Linked DNA regions of Zea mays: region 1 is linked to region 2. A link is a contact called in public Hi-C data. All regions are on one chromosome and are shown on one strand. Each heading gives the region's core, a stretch centred on a gene start, on an enhancer-like site or on the middle of the called end of the contact. The rest is flanking DNA. Distances are from core to core; before and after follow the strand shown. Region 1 holds the start of LOC100282278. Region 2 holds the start of LOC100282355.

What was found. Hi-C and Micro-C count contacts between places; a contact is called where the count stands out from the background.
Region 1: a contact with region 2 is called in a Hi-C map of tassel, with 8 times the contacts expected there. The contact joins the promoter of LOC100282278 here to the promoter of LOC100282355 in region 2. A contact is called at or near these places in 13 of 25 Hi-C or Micro-C datasets (bundle sheath, ear, endosperm and 5 more).

The regions. Positions count from the first base shown.
Region 1 is chr8:63,886,827-63,893,265 of Zm-B73-REFERENCE-NAM-5.0, reverse strand. It overlaps LOC100282278, which reads left to right and starts at 1,281. Exons shown (of 3, transcript NM_001155190.1): 1 at 1,281-1,517; 2 at 3,291-3,373; 3 at 4,468-4,816. The coding sequence starts at 1,439. The coding sequence ends at 4,500. LOC101027216 (a long non-coding RNA gene) reads right to left here and starts at 1,025. Exons shown (of 2, transcript NR_169068.1): 1 at 869-1,025.
Region 2 is chr8:63,725,971-63,733,131 of Zm-B73-REFERENCE-NAM-5.0, reverse strand. It overlaps LOC100282355, which reads right to left and starts at 4,315. Exons shown (of 3, transcript NM_001371853.1): 1 at 4,190-4,315; 2 at 3,713-3,940; 3 at 3,104-3,613. The coding sequence starts at 4,192. The coding sequence ends at 3,227. It overlaps LOC100281129 (60S ribosomal protein L28-like), which reads left to right. Exons shown (of 4, transcript NM_001371852.1): 2 at 388-545; 3 at 661-827; 4 at 2,289-2,654. The coding sequence starts at 398. The coding sequence ends at 2,414. LOC111590092 (small nucleolar RNA R24) reads left to right here and starts at 2,085; the gene lies at 2,085-2,177. LOC111590094 (small nucleolar RNA R24) reads left to right here and starts at 1,831; the gene lies at 1,831-1,923. It also overlaps LOC111590093.

The DNA.
Region 1 (6,439 bases), core at 32-2,531, 160 kb before region 2:
CTAAAGAAATCAAACATAGTCTTAGTTCACTAAAGAGCATACGGGTAAAACACCTGAAATGACGTGCGTTATCTATTATCTCTGCTAGCTCGCGGACCATCCAGATCCAGTGCCACCTCTGATGTTCTTATCTGACGGCTCAGTGCTCACGTAGATGGTGCGGGCTGAAGAGGACTCCATGGCCCGGTTGAGCTTCCTAAACAGAGGGCTGACGGCGTCCTCCTTCCTTGTCCTCCTGTTGTTCTTTCATTCAGGTCTCTCTCATCTTTCATCTGCATGAACGGCCGCTGTGCTTCCATGCCTGCGCTGCGCTGCGCTGGTTAAATAGAAAATACGCGGTCGTGTGGAAATAAGCTGATGCCTCTGCGCCCTGCTTCTTCCATTTTGTCAAGGTCCGTCCGACACTGAATGAATTCTATAGTTTTTGGAGAAAGAATGAATATATCCTGATTCCTGAACCCCGATCCACAACCGGGAAAGGGCACCTTAGCTGATGTATTGACGTCAGGCGACATAAGCAAACGGATCAAAGAAGCACGCCGCCAGTTACGAGACGTGCTGGTGACCACCCTTACACACACACAAACTAAAAACACCACGCGAGCAGCGGATCCAGAAAGATACGGAGGATGGACTTATTCCTTTTATTTTCTGTATTTAAAATCGCATTTTTAAATTTCAAGTATAAAATTATAGCAGAAACTTAAGAGGGGCTTCCGGCTTCCGGCCTCCGGGGACCGTAGCGGGGGCTCGATCGAGCCCGGACAGCGGCCGCCCCGGTGCTGGATGCGCCCCTCTCATCTCATGAGAAGTAAGCTAGAATGAATTGGTGTTACAGAGATAGTGCGGAGGAGGGAGGGCTAATAACCTTGGCAAAATCAGGGACTCAGGGTGGACGGCTGCGCTGCCGCTTGCCGATGCCTGGCGTCCGGCGACGATCCACGGGCCACGGTGTAGGGTAAAGCACTTGCGACACGCGAGGGGAAGCCGGCGAGGAGGAAGAAGTGCCTCTTCTCTTCTACGCGCGCCGAGCGAGAGAGAATAGGTAGGTGAAGAAGAGAGGAGAGGAGGAGAAGGGTGGCCGCGCGTGCGGTCCAAACAAGGCGGGTGCAGCCGTGCAGGTGCTGCAGCGACGGTAGATTCGCTCGTCCGGGCAAAATATTCGCGCGCGCGCGAGGAATATTCCAATTGGCAACTCTGAATATGCCGTCAGCCTATCGGTTGGACCTCACTCCCTCAGCCCATCAACAAAATGGATCGTGCCCCACTGGACCGCGGATGTAAATGGGCTAGGCGTCGAAGCCTCTCCGCATAAGACACGGGCCTACGTCCAGTCGTCCACAGATCGGAGGAGAGAGCACTGACTCGTCTCCCTTCTCGTCTCCAGCGACGGCGAAGGCGAAGCGGAGGAGCGGGAGCAGAAACAGAAGAGGCAGCCATGGCCGTGATGGAGAAGCTCAAGATCTTCGTTGTGAAGGAGCCTGTTGTCGCAGCTTCCTGTCTCATCGCCGGATTCGGTACGCGCCCTGGCTTCTCCTCCGCAAACCCTACTAGATGTGCCCCTTGCTTTCGGTGTGCCTTGGCTTCGGGGTTCCGGTTGACGTTGACTCCGTCGTAGGGTTCTGGTAGGGCTTACATTTCTTTTCACTTGCTACTATTCGTTATATCCAGTATTCTATCTCAGAAGTTTTCAGTAGCTCTGCCCCAATGGCCATTGACACATGATTCATTAATATTATACTAACTGACAGGCTATACATTTACTTGTTCACTACAAAGATTCAGCTGTTACATTTCCCACCCAAGATAGTTAAACTGCAATGCTAACTAGTACTCCCTCCATTCCACATTGTAAATCGATATAGATTTGTGTAACTTTGACCAAGTTTATAGCAAAATATATTAAAAAGTGCACCATCAAAATATATTTCATGGTATATCTAATGAATTAGTTCGATGATGTAAATATCTGTGCATTTTTCTATAGTCGTAGTCGAAGCTAGAGTGGTTTGACTTAGGACAAAACTAAAATCGCTTACAATTTGGAATGGACGGAGTAGGAGTACTCTTAAGTACCTAAAGAAAAGTTGAGAAGCTAGCTGTAATTGAACTATTGAAGACAAAATAGGTTAATGCTAGACCGGTTTTCAGCTCAATTTGACTAGTTTTTGTTGCCTCTCTTCACTTTTAAATCTCTATTTCTGTTTTACCTGAAAATGTTCTATGTGAAATCCGCTGTATTTTGTTGGTGCAGATGTGTGCCATAATAGGTATTATTTTCTCCATCCAAAATCTGGTTATGCTAAGTTCCTAATCTTCCTCCAAAATTGCATTAAAAAGCGAACACTTGCTTTGCTTGTAGAGGTAGACCGCATTAGGTTATGTGTTATGAATTTGAATGGCATTTGAAAAGACTTGATTGCCAACAAGGAGGTTTCTACCGTCTACCAATAATAAATAGACTCATGAAAACCAATATAGCCTGTAGAAATTGCCCAATGCACACACAAAAAGTGTTAGCCCACATCATTTATGAACTCTGCTTTGTGGATTCATTCATTTGGATAGTACAAGTAATAGCTCTGTCCACTTTATGTGGTGTTGTAGGCTAGAAATGTTTGTGTGCATTTGTTGAATTTAACCTATTTATACCATTGTATATTAGTAACGTCAATAGTTTGCCTCAGTTTATCCTTCACAATCCCTTGCTATCTAGTTTGACTAAGTAACGGCGTTGTCCTACCCTAAACACGCTGGTGACAACTCACGAGCCAGAGTGATCTCAGGTTGACAGTTTTGTGTGGGAACTGGATAATTTTTTGCTGGCAGCTACTGTTGTTCAAATTTATGGAGCATCATAAGCACTAGGCATTCAATTCTTCTCACAGTTTCTACCTATAAAGGGTCAATTCAAAAGTGATGAGATTGAATGTACATTGTGTGAAGCCCATTTAAAAAAACAAGCATCGAACAACTTAAGTAGTGGTCTTGCTATGGTTATGATTCATGACCCAAAATGTTCTTGTGCAATTTGACACTTTGCAGCGATTAGCAGGGGACAAACGGATAGGAAGTGGTGCTGTGTGCGTCATAATTTCAGAAAGAAACAAGATCAATTTTATTGATTCTGTGAAGTGTGAACACACATTTTAACAAACTTGTTTCCTAAGTTTTACTGACTTGCCTGCCTGAACCTTTGCAATTATCTACTGGGAAATGTTAACACCTGCTATTGATTTGATTTTCCTTCTGCCAAATGATTTCAACTAACCTTATATGTGTAATTTCAGGTCTCTTTCTTCCAGCAGTTGTCCGGCCAATCCTGGATTCATGGGAGACCGCAGAAAAAGTTCCTCCACCACCTCTAAATGATGTATGTGATTTCTTCCTTTTTCGCTGTTTTATGTGCGCTGTTTTCCAGATCATATAAATGATAAACATTGCTTACATTCAATGTTATGGTCGCTAGATCGGTGAGGGATTGGAGAGGGGTATCGATGGACAGGAACGTCGGCCGGGGGCCTCTGCCCACGGCCGAGCAAGAGGAGGGTTTTCTCCCTTCTAATTCTTGTCTGCTTTATTTCCCATCCATTGATTACATAAATAGGCCAGCTGACCGCCCCTATCTAGCTAGAGATCCTTATCTCCTTAAAACTCTCCTAAAAACTCTCAACAAAATACTAACTGATAACCTTTATAGATAATCTCAACTAATCTTCTAATCTTATCTCTAACTATCCTTATCTAATCCCTCTTGGAGGCCCACAGAGGGGCTGCGGTAGCAGCAGCCATGGGTCCTCCAAGGGGATTAGATAAGGATAGTTAAAGATAAGATTAGAAAATTAGTTGAGATTATTTTGGATATTAGTTGAGATTATCTAGTAAGGTTATCAATTAGTAGTTTGTTGAGAGTTTTTAGGAGAGTTTTAAGGAGATAAGGATCTTTAGCTAGATAGGGTCTGTCAGCCGGCCTATTTATGTAATCAATGGATGAGAAAATAAAGCAGGCAAGAATTTGACTATTTATGTAATCAATGGATAAGAAATAAAGCAGGCAAGAATTCGAAGGGAGAAAACCCTCCTCTTGCTCGGCCGTGGGCAGAGGCCCCCGGCCGACGTTCCTGCCCATTGATACTCCTCTCCAATCCCTTACCAATCTAGCGACCATAACATTCAATTTCTTTTAATTTCCCAATTCAGAATGTTTATTTCCTATTCATCTTCAGTGACTCCTGTTTGGGCACTTCAAACTAACCTGTCCGAAAAAAGTCCCGTAAATGAACTCTAAATGTGTTGCTGGTAGCTCAGAGTAAATTGCCGAGGGCATAGTTAGCCTGCTGCCTGCCATTATTTTGACCTCCTTCGTTTGGCCAATGAAACCTGAGTACTTCCCTCAGGCAGTTAGATGCTGTTATCCTGTGACTGAAACTGGTCGAGGCAAGGTTTAATCTTTTTGTTACTTTGCAGGTGGTTGCGGGTGTCACCGGCAAGAAAAAGTAGTGAACTTGCATTGTTTTCTCATGTCGATGCTGTCCCACATTTTCTTCCCCATGTTTTTCTGGCGTCCAGATTGGAAGGCTCTCCAAAGTCACGGTCTCCAAAGTGACAGCTTGCTTGATTTTAAACAGTATCGACAGTGTTTTGTCTCTACACAGATTGCAGATATAGCGGTTTAAACAGTTCGCTTTAATCCGAAACGAACAGGCTATTTTACCTGAATCATATACTGCAATGTGTCAGTTTTAGAATTTTCCCCCTAAAACAAAGGTTGATAGAATGTCATCAGCACCTTTTGAATTGTGTTCTTCGTTACCAACTTACCATAATTCTCAGAAGCTATTAAGGGGTGATTGTTTCAACTTAAATTTGGATATTGGCCGTGAGAACAGCCAAATGCTTTCTTCTCGACCCGTTTCTGTGAGAATCACTTTAATGAAAATCCTCTGGGTCAACGTAGTAATCAAAGAATCCGCTGAGTCGTCAATGGGATAAATTGGTCACTTTATGGATCCTAAAACCTATAGATTCATTTATCTGTACGTAAGTTTTATGGTATTCATGGTTTGTTTGGTTTAGCTGTAGATTTATAGAAATCTGATTCTAGTTGTGAGATGTAAAAAAAGTTGTTGTGAGCGGACAATTGTACAAAAACTAAAATTTGTTTGATAGAAACAATTGTCAAGTATGGACTGTATATGAGTATGACAGCTTGTAACATGGATCACAAGAATCTAAGAAATCTAGAGTAAGACATGATTCTGAAGTAAACTAGAGATGTTTTTAGATTTTTATAAATATATTTTGTTGTACTCCTTTGGTTGAGATTCTAGATTTTTTGTAACGAATAAAATCTTAACCAAACACACCCTCAGATTCTCTAGCAATTCAGTGATAGGAATCGGGGCTGATTCCCGGATTGATCGCAGGTTGTAGTGGTGGGTGATTGACTGATTGGTGGCCGGGGTTTGGGGCGCGATGCACGGCGGCGGGTCGCCGTGTTCACCGCGCGTGAGAGGAGAGAGGCGCTAGGAAAGGGGCAGCTAGGTCACAGTAATCTCCCGGCTCCCTCTGGGAAGCCGGAACAATCTTGTTTCTGCTTGATCTATAGAGTGGTGCTTACAATTATTTATACTCCCTTCTAATCCTTATCTAATGAGATAGATCTCCTATTTTCTCTCTAACAAATCTTATCTTCTAATCCTTATCTACATGCAATCTTATCTTCTAATCCTTATCTGCATGCAATCTTATCTTCTAATCCTTATCTGCATGCTTTATGCTGTTGCCCGGCGCCTATAGTGGCGGCCGGTCATAACATCTCTCCCCGCCTGCGCAAACAGCTCGTCCTCGAGCTGGAAGTCTGGGTAGTGCGCCTGGAACTCGTCGACTGTCTCCCACGTTGCGTCGTCTTCAGGGAGGCCGTGCCACTTGATCAGCACGCGCCAAACGCCCCGGCGCTGCTGCGCCTGAAGGGCGCGCTCCGGCCCCGGGAGGATGCGTCCATCCACGACCGACGGAAGGGAGGCCGGAGTTGCTGGAGGTTCGCCATGGTGAGGCTTCAGCAGCCCTACGTGGAAAACGTCGTGGATGCGCGCCCCGTCCGGAAGCTGTAGACGGTAGGCGACGCTGCCGATGCGTTCCACCACTTGAAATGGTCCCGCATACCGCGGCCCAAGCTTGCGCTTGGCACGGGGGTCCAAGGACTGCGCCGTTCGGTGCAGCAGGCGCAGCCAAACCCAGTCTCCCACAGCATACTCCACGTCACGGTGGTTGGCGTCGTAGTATTTCTTGGACATCTGCTGGGTTTGAAGAAGACGTTGACGGACTTCAGCAAGTATCTCGTCCCGACTGCGTAGAAGAGTCTCAGTCGCCTCTGTCCGCGCTGACCCTGGTGTATAGGGCAGGATGGGCGGCGGGGAACGACCGTAGACCACCTCAA
Region 2 (7,161 bases), core at 3,066-5,565:
AGCGTTCAAATCCCAGTGCTCAGTACTTCACTAGTCGATGCGTTTGAATGATTCGACTGGTGATTTGCGGGGCGTACTCCGCATGATTCGTCGTTGGTTAGGTAGCTGTGGCATTCTCGCATTTTATTTTTCACTTGTTCTGTGTTAAAGGTTAATTGCAGCCTTGTTCTTAGCTCAGTTACATCTGGTAGCGAAATGGTGCGTAGGGCTATCCATCTTAGAAAAACCGACCCAAATGTTCAGCTTTAGATAAGAGTTGTTGCATATTGCTTCCTCATGCAACAAGCAACCGTAACTATTCCCCAGATGGTCAGGTGATCAGTTTTCTCCCTGTTTAATGTTGCAAGGGAATCTCACATTTGCCAGTTGATATTTTCGACTATTTAGGCGAAGGGAAATGGCGACCGTTCCAGGGGATCTGATCTGGCAGATTGTGAGGAAGAACAACTCCTTCCTGGTGAAGCAGTTTGGCAACGGCAATGCCAAGGTGCAGTTCACCAAGGAGCCCAACAACCTCTACAATGTACACTCCTACAAGTACTCTGGTATGCTGCTCTCCTCAGTTTCTGGATTGATCTGCCTACAGAACACCTTATGTGATCTTAGTAATAAACAATAAATGATTTTGTGTTGACCGTTTTGCCTGTTTTTTTGTTTCAGGCTTAGCAAACAAGAAAACTGTAACGATCCAGCCAGCTGCTGGAAAGGACTCGGCTGTGGTCCTCTCTACTACCAAGACCAAGAAGCAGAACACACCCGCGAAGCTCAGCCACAAGTCTGTAATGCGCAAGGAGTTCCGCAAGATGGCCAAGGCTGTGAAAAACCAGGTAGTGGCACATGGAAATGCATAATGTTTGTCTCTATGGGGGATATGTGAGTGCTTGTTATGCTACATACTGCAAGACATAGCTCTTGCTTTATGTGCTGGGTATATAGATGGCCAAACGGGCCGGCACGTGACCGGCACGGCCCGTGGTCGGCACGGCCCGCCAAGCCCGGCTAGCGAAGCGTGCCGTGCCAGATGGGCCGGCGTGCCGCTGCCGCGGCCCAGGCACGGCCCGTCAGCCTGCTAGTCGTGTCGGGGCGGCCCAGTGGCACTATGACCCATCTGAGTATATGATATAATTTAGCAAAAAATATGTAGTTGTGGGGGTTCGAACTTACAACATAGTGCATAAGAGGCTTAAATGTATCCATCTAACCAGTGCAGCTACAGTTTTATTGTGTTATATGTTTAATTCTTATACTTAATATATGTAAACTATTATTTTTAAAATAAAAAATGTAACCGTGTCGTGCTCGTGCCAGCACTACGGGTCGAGATAGTGGCCCAGGCACGGCACTATAGCCGTGCCGTGCCAGGCACTGGCACTATACTAACCGGGCCTGACACTATACTAACCGGGCCGGGTCGTGCCTGGACCGTGCTTTTTCGTGCCGTGCTTGGACTGGCCCATCGTGTTAGTGCCAAATGGCCATCTATAGCTGGGTATTGTTTTGGCATTTATTTGTTGATTTGTTGCTGTTGGACTTTATGTGTTGGATACTGTTTGCACACTTGGTCCATGTTAATTCGTTGCTGTGATGAGCCATAACAAGTAAGAACAACCAACTGATCAACTGGTTCTTCAATGAAATATAAGCTGATACGCTTGGCTTCTGAGCTGCATATTGGTTTCATACTCTTTATTTAGTATTACTTCTAACATTATGTGTTCGTTTGTAAGATATTTGTTCTGTTGTGTTGCTTGAATGGTCCTGTGCTGGTTTCTCTTGTTAGGTAGACTCTCTTCTCTTTTATATTTTTGGGTTCCATTGCTAGTGCAAGGTTTAGCTGTGATGAGCCATAACTTTTAAGAAAACCAACCGATCAATTGGTTCCTTCAATGAAATATAAGCTGATACGCTTGGCTTCTGAGCTGCATATTGTTTCATACTCTTTATTTAGTATTACTTCTAACATTATGTGTTCGTTTGTAAGATATTTGTTCTGTTGTGTTGCTTGAATGGTCCTGTGCCGGTTTCTCTTGTTAGGTAGATTCTCTTCTCTTTTATATTTTTGGGTTCCATTGCTAGTGCATGGTTTAGCTGTGATGAGCCATAACTTTTAAGAAAACCAACCGATCAATTGGTTCCTTCAATGAAATATAAGCTGATACGCTTGGCTTCTGAGCTGACCTTGCAGGATATTTAAGTCTTGTATCATTGGTTTCCTGCTTTTCGTTTAGAATGAACACTAATAATGTACAGTGCTTCGGTTTCTAATTTGCCTTTTGTTTGTGCTGCAGGTTGGCGACAACTATTACAGGCCTGATCTGACCAAGTCGGCCCTTGGTAGGCTGAGCTCTGTGTACCGCAGCCTCCAGGTTGCCAAGTCTGGTGTCAAGAAGAAGAACAGGCAGCCTACGCACTAAGCCTGTGTTCTGTCGTTGGTGCCCATAGTCTCAGCTTATATTTATCCAATGTCTCCAACAGTTTTGAGACTTGTTAGAACTAGAGCAAATCGTGTTAAGATGTTGCCGTTTGTCATTCTATAGCAAGAATTCCATGACAAAGATTGCTTGGCACTTGATTGCTGCTTTGTTTGCAAGCTGGCTGGCCGGGATTACCCCTGATTTTTGTTGGGTTCTGGAACATGTATGTCTAGCTTCTTATTGGGTGCTTTTGGTTGCCTGTGGACTGTGGTTGCCTGCATATTGTCTGGCGAGGCTCACGTTCTGGTTGGTTGCCTATCAGCCTCTTCAGCGTTCTGGTTGGTTGCCTGGTCAGCCTCTTCAGCTCGATAGGAATTAGCCGTTTCTCTAAGGCCAGCCTCTGTCGGTGCAACCGTCTTTTCTAATGAGATTAACATGTAATTAGTGTCTATTAAATAAATTTATCCCGACATATGAAGGAATTGGCCGTTTTGTTAAAGACAGCCTCGGTGCAACCATTAGTCTTTTCTAATGACAGATTAACATGAAATTTGTGTATTAAATAAATTTAATTTATTTAAAAATGGAGACAACCGACAGGCCCATTGTGGCTTAGGAATGAAAATACCAACTATTGCTGTTAGACGTGGCCAGCAGCCAAGTCCCGTCGCAGGACTGTTTGCTGCATGTTTAGATTCATACGCTGAAGTGTTCAAATCAGGATGAGGTACAGGTACATTAGATCCATACGCTAGCTGGATACATTCGGACTGCAGAATATAGATAGTCATGGTTGGCATCCTGGCAGTTGGTTACATCTTGTGAGTAATCTGCGCGTTGCCGTTCAGCAGTTTCACCGGTTCTTGCTGCTGCTGCTGGGACCCGATCCGCTGCCAAACTGCGCGGTAAGCCGTGAGGCCAAGCTTGTGCACCCTGTCGTACACGGTCTCCGGGCGCAGCGGCGCGACGTAGAGGCCGACGGCGTCGAGCTGCCACCCGCTCCTCCCGCAGAAGCCGACGATGACGCCGCCGTCCACCGGGAACTCGAAGGGCGTGCCCTCCGCCACGCCGAACGGCCCGTACGCCCCCTGGTTGGTCCGGAACGCCAGCGAGCGGATGACCGGCGAGCCGCCGGGCGCGATCGGCGCGTAGTGCCCGCTCACCGTTGTCAGGTACTCGTCCGGGTAGCCCAGCTTGATCTGTGTACGTACGCGCGCACGGTTCAGAAACCACCCAGCGGAAGGAGCCGTGTCACTGATCGTGACTGACGGGGGTGATTGGTTTGGCGGCGGACGTGCCTGGGTCGTGTGGCTGGCGGCGGCTCCTCCGTGCCGCTCCCCAGTGACGGGCATGCCGTCCCTGTCGTACTCCACGCTGATGGACTCCATGAACCGGTCGTAGGACATGGTGATGCTGCGGATCCCGGAGTAGCCGCCGTCGTCCCACGGGTGTCCCCCGGCGCCGCCCCATGGGCCGACCTTGATCAGCTTCTTCTTCGACACCACCATCTTCCTCTGCGATTGCTGCTGCCCCAAAAAAAAAGACATGCAGTTTTTTTTTAAATTCAGACATTCCCCATTTCGGAAATCCTGTATGCTTTCAACCACACGCCCTAGTTAGTTCCTCTCTTTTCAAACCAATGAAAGAACGAAAGAAAAAAAGTTTCAGCAGTTTATGTCTGAACAGAGAGGCATGCGAGAAAGACGCGAAATTCCTAACGGCGCGCAGGAACAAAAAGCAAACGAACAGAACACTAGTGAAGTCCATGTGTGCACCATGTTTCCTTCCCTTCCAGGGGGGTCTTGAGAGAATGCACAAGTGGTTAGGTTTTGCAGCCAAAGTTCCTTGAAGAGCAAGGGTGCTTAATAGATAGACAAGAGGTACTGAAGAAATTGCCCAGCAAAACAAAAGGTGCAGCAGGATGGGACGGATAGCTGGGGACAAAAGAATTAGATGCCCTAAGGAGGGGGGCTAGGGGATGAGTACACTGCTTTTCTGGAACGATAAGCATATTGCACAAAGAGCGCTCTGTTCTTGATCTGGAAGTTTCGTAGGATAATCTTTGAAACTGTGGATAATCCTCGGTTCGGTTTTAGCAGCAATGTCCCTGGAATTTTTTTTCTATGTAATTAGATTGAGTAAACTGTCTATGAGTTGAAGTTACCTTACCTTCAAGAAAAATGGAAGATCTAACAACGGTCGCAGTGCTCCCTTAGACTCCAAGCTCACAAGGTCTTGGTACCTTTACTTACATCAGATGGTGACTCGAAAAACAGAAAACGATGGTGACTCAAGAACATTTTTTCTCTCCCAGTCAAGCTAGCTATGCTTTGTCAGTAAAGGGACGGGCATGAAAGGTCTGGTGGACGATCATGGAACTGGAGAACAATACGCCATTGAGCTGATAGCATCATTGGCGAGAGCGAACAACTCATCCTGCCCGTCGTTCTTTCTTTTTAAGCACATCCAGCCAGCCAAACTTGCATGCACGAAACACTGAAATGTCCACCACACAGCCCACAGGGACATATGTGTGATGTGTCCAACAATCATCACCGGGAGGGAGCCAGGTCCAGTTGGTTTCGGTTGCCACTGAACAACACACAGCTAAGGAGAATCTTAGCTGACAGCGTGCGCAAAGTCCAGAAGAAGCCAATAATACACACAGCCAAAGCCAACGAATTGGCAGATGATAGGTGGCTGTCGTTTTCTGAAGCTTCAGGTGCACTTGCGGTAATTATGGTGCCTGTGGCTTCAAGTAAATACCTGTATGTGTGTGTGTGACTGCAAAGCGACCGTGCCGTCTCTATCTAACCGTCTTTGTGACACCGTGCTGTCTGTGCCCTTTCATCGTTGAGCAGACTGGACTTTTCCAAATAAGCAAAACTGTCAGCCATATCCCCTTGGGCCGTCGGGTATATCGATGTGCATGCAGTGGTTTGTTTCATCGAGCCAGACTGTACTGCTGCAGCCTAGAATAGAACCCTGCTGATCTGTGCTTTGCTGGAATACATCGGTATCATCAGCAGCTAATCTGTAGTTCTCAGATGAGGTGTACTGCTGCCTGTTGTGCAGAGCATCCTGCACTTTCACTTTGTTTCTTGCATAGTCGCATTGGCTGCCAATTATTAAAAAGAAAAACGGTAAAGAAGCAAGTCCCCCAAATCTGGATTATGAAAAATCAGAAATCTGCTAATTGTAGATTGGTTCTATATATGTCACTGAGGACCAGCAGTCTCCTAGCTTTAAGCTAATTATGGGGTGGCACTAAATTATGAGCTGGCCGATGGGAAATACGTAGCGAATAGGCCAGACTGTGAACGTGAGGCCCCAACCCTCCGCCGCTCGCCTATAAACACGCGCTCTCACCGCCTCCGACCTCACTCACTCTCATTCGCAATTTCCCTACGAGCTCGAGCTCACGGCTCACCGCAGCTCAAAAGCCAGCACAGGCAAACCCCCGTCATGGCCTCCTCCAAGATACTGCGCGCCGCCGTCGTCGTCGTGGCCGTCGCCGTGTCCTCCTTCGCCGGCGCCGCCCTCGCCGCCGAGGCCCCCGCGCCGAGCCCGGCCTCCGGCGCCGCGGCCGTCTCCTCGTCGCTCTTGGCCGCCGCCCTCTGCCCGGCCGTCGCGCTCCTCCTCGGCAACCTGCGCCACTGATGACGCCTGCCTGCCTGTCCGACGAGAGCCGCCGTGTGCTGTCGCGTGATGTTATTGTCCTCTGTATGTGTGTGTGTGTGTTCCTGACCTGTGCGTGCCTTGTACCGCCACCCCGCGCGTGGATTGGAACTCTATCGATCGTTCGGAGATTCAGCGCGTTTGTTTCTGTAGCAGCATTGGTTCAGACTTCAGAGTGAACGTCGCCCAGATTTTCTGATGTTTTTTTTGGAAGCACGAACATTAAACATAATTCGTCTGATTATGTTTTTTTAAGCAGGGATGTCATACCGCCTTTGGGGGTATTTGCATCTCGTTTTCGCAAAGAAAAGCGACGCTTTTGTTTTGAGAGAGAAAAAAAGAGGGCAGGCAAAGCGTAAAACTAAAGCAGGCTAACAAAAGCAGGAGTTCTCTCACTTTCTTTTCTCTCTGCTGCTGCTGTAAAGCTGCGATGCCAGCGAATAATGCAACATTTAAAATCTGCCCCTTTTGTGCCGTTGCAGTCCTCGGGCGCTGTTCAGTTCAGCTGATTGAACTGAGAACTAATATTAAACAATATATATTATATGTGAATATATTATATGTAAAGACGAACCTGTTCCAGAGATAAAAATTAGTGGTTTATCGGTCTCAATTTTAACATATAACATCACATATAACATATAATAGTAAATAAGACAAATATTGTCTAAATTGACCACTAAATACTCAATTTTGGTATTATTCGGTTTTTCGGCAAAAATTGACGGTTTATCGGTCTCCAATAACGGGTTACCAGTCCAAAAAAACGATTTACCAGCGGTTTTCGATTTTTATGATTTTTTTTCATTTTTTTAAAATTTCAAACGAATTTTAAAAAATCAGTGGTTTACCGCCCATTTTTAGCGGTTTTGTAAACCATGGAGTAGAGTACCCGAGGTGTGCCGTGTGCGTGCCTGCGGGTAGCCCAACTTTGGTTTGGTCTGGTCCCGCGCGGCGGTTGCTTGCAGGCGGGCGAGCGGTTGGGCAAGGCCGCAGGACCACATGCACAGCATCCATGAGTTCAATAGAAACCAATACTCTTCTTGTAATAAACGTGTCATGCAACCAT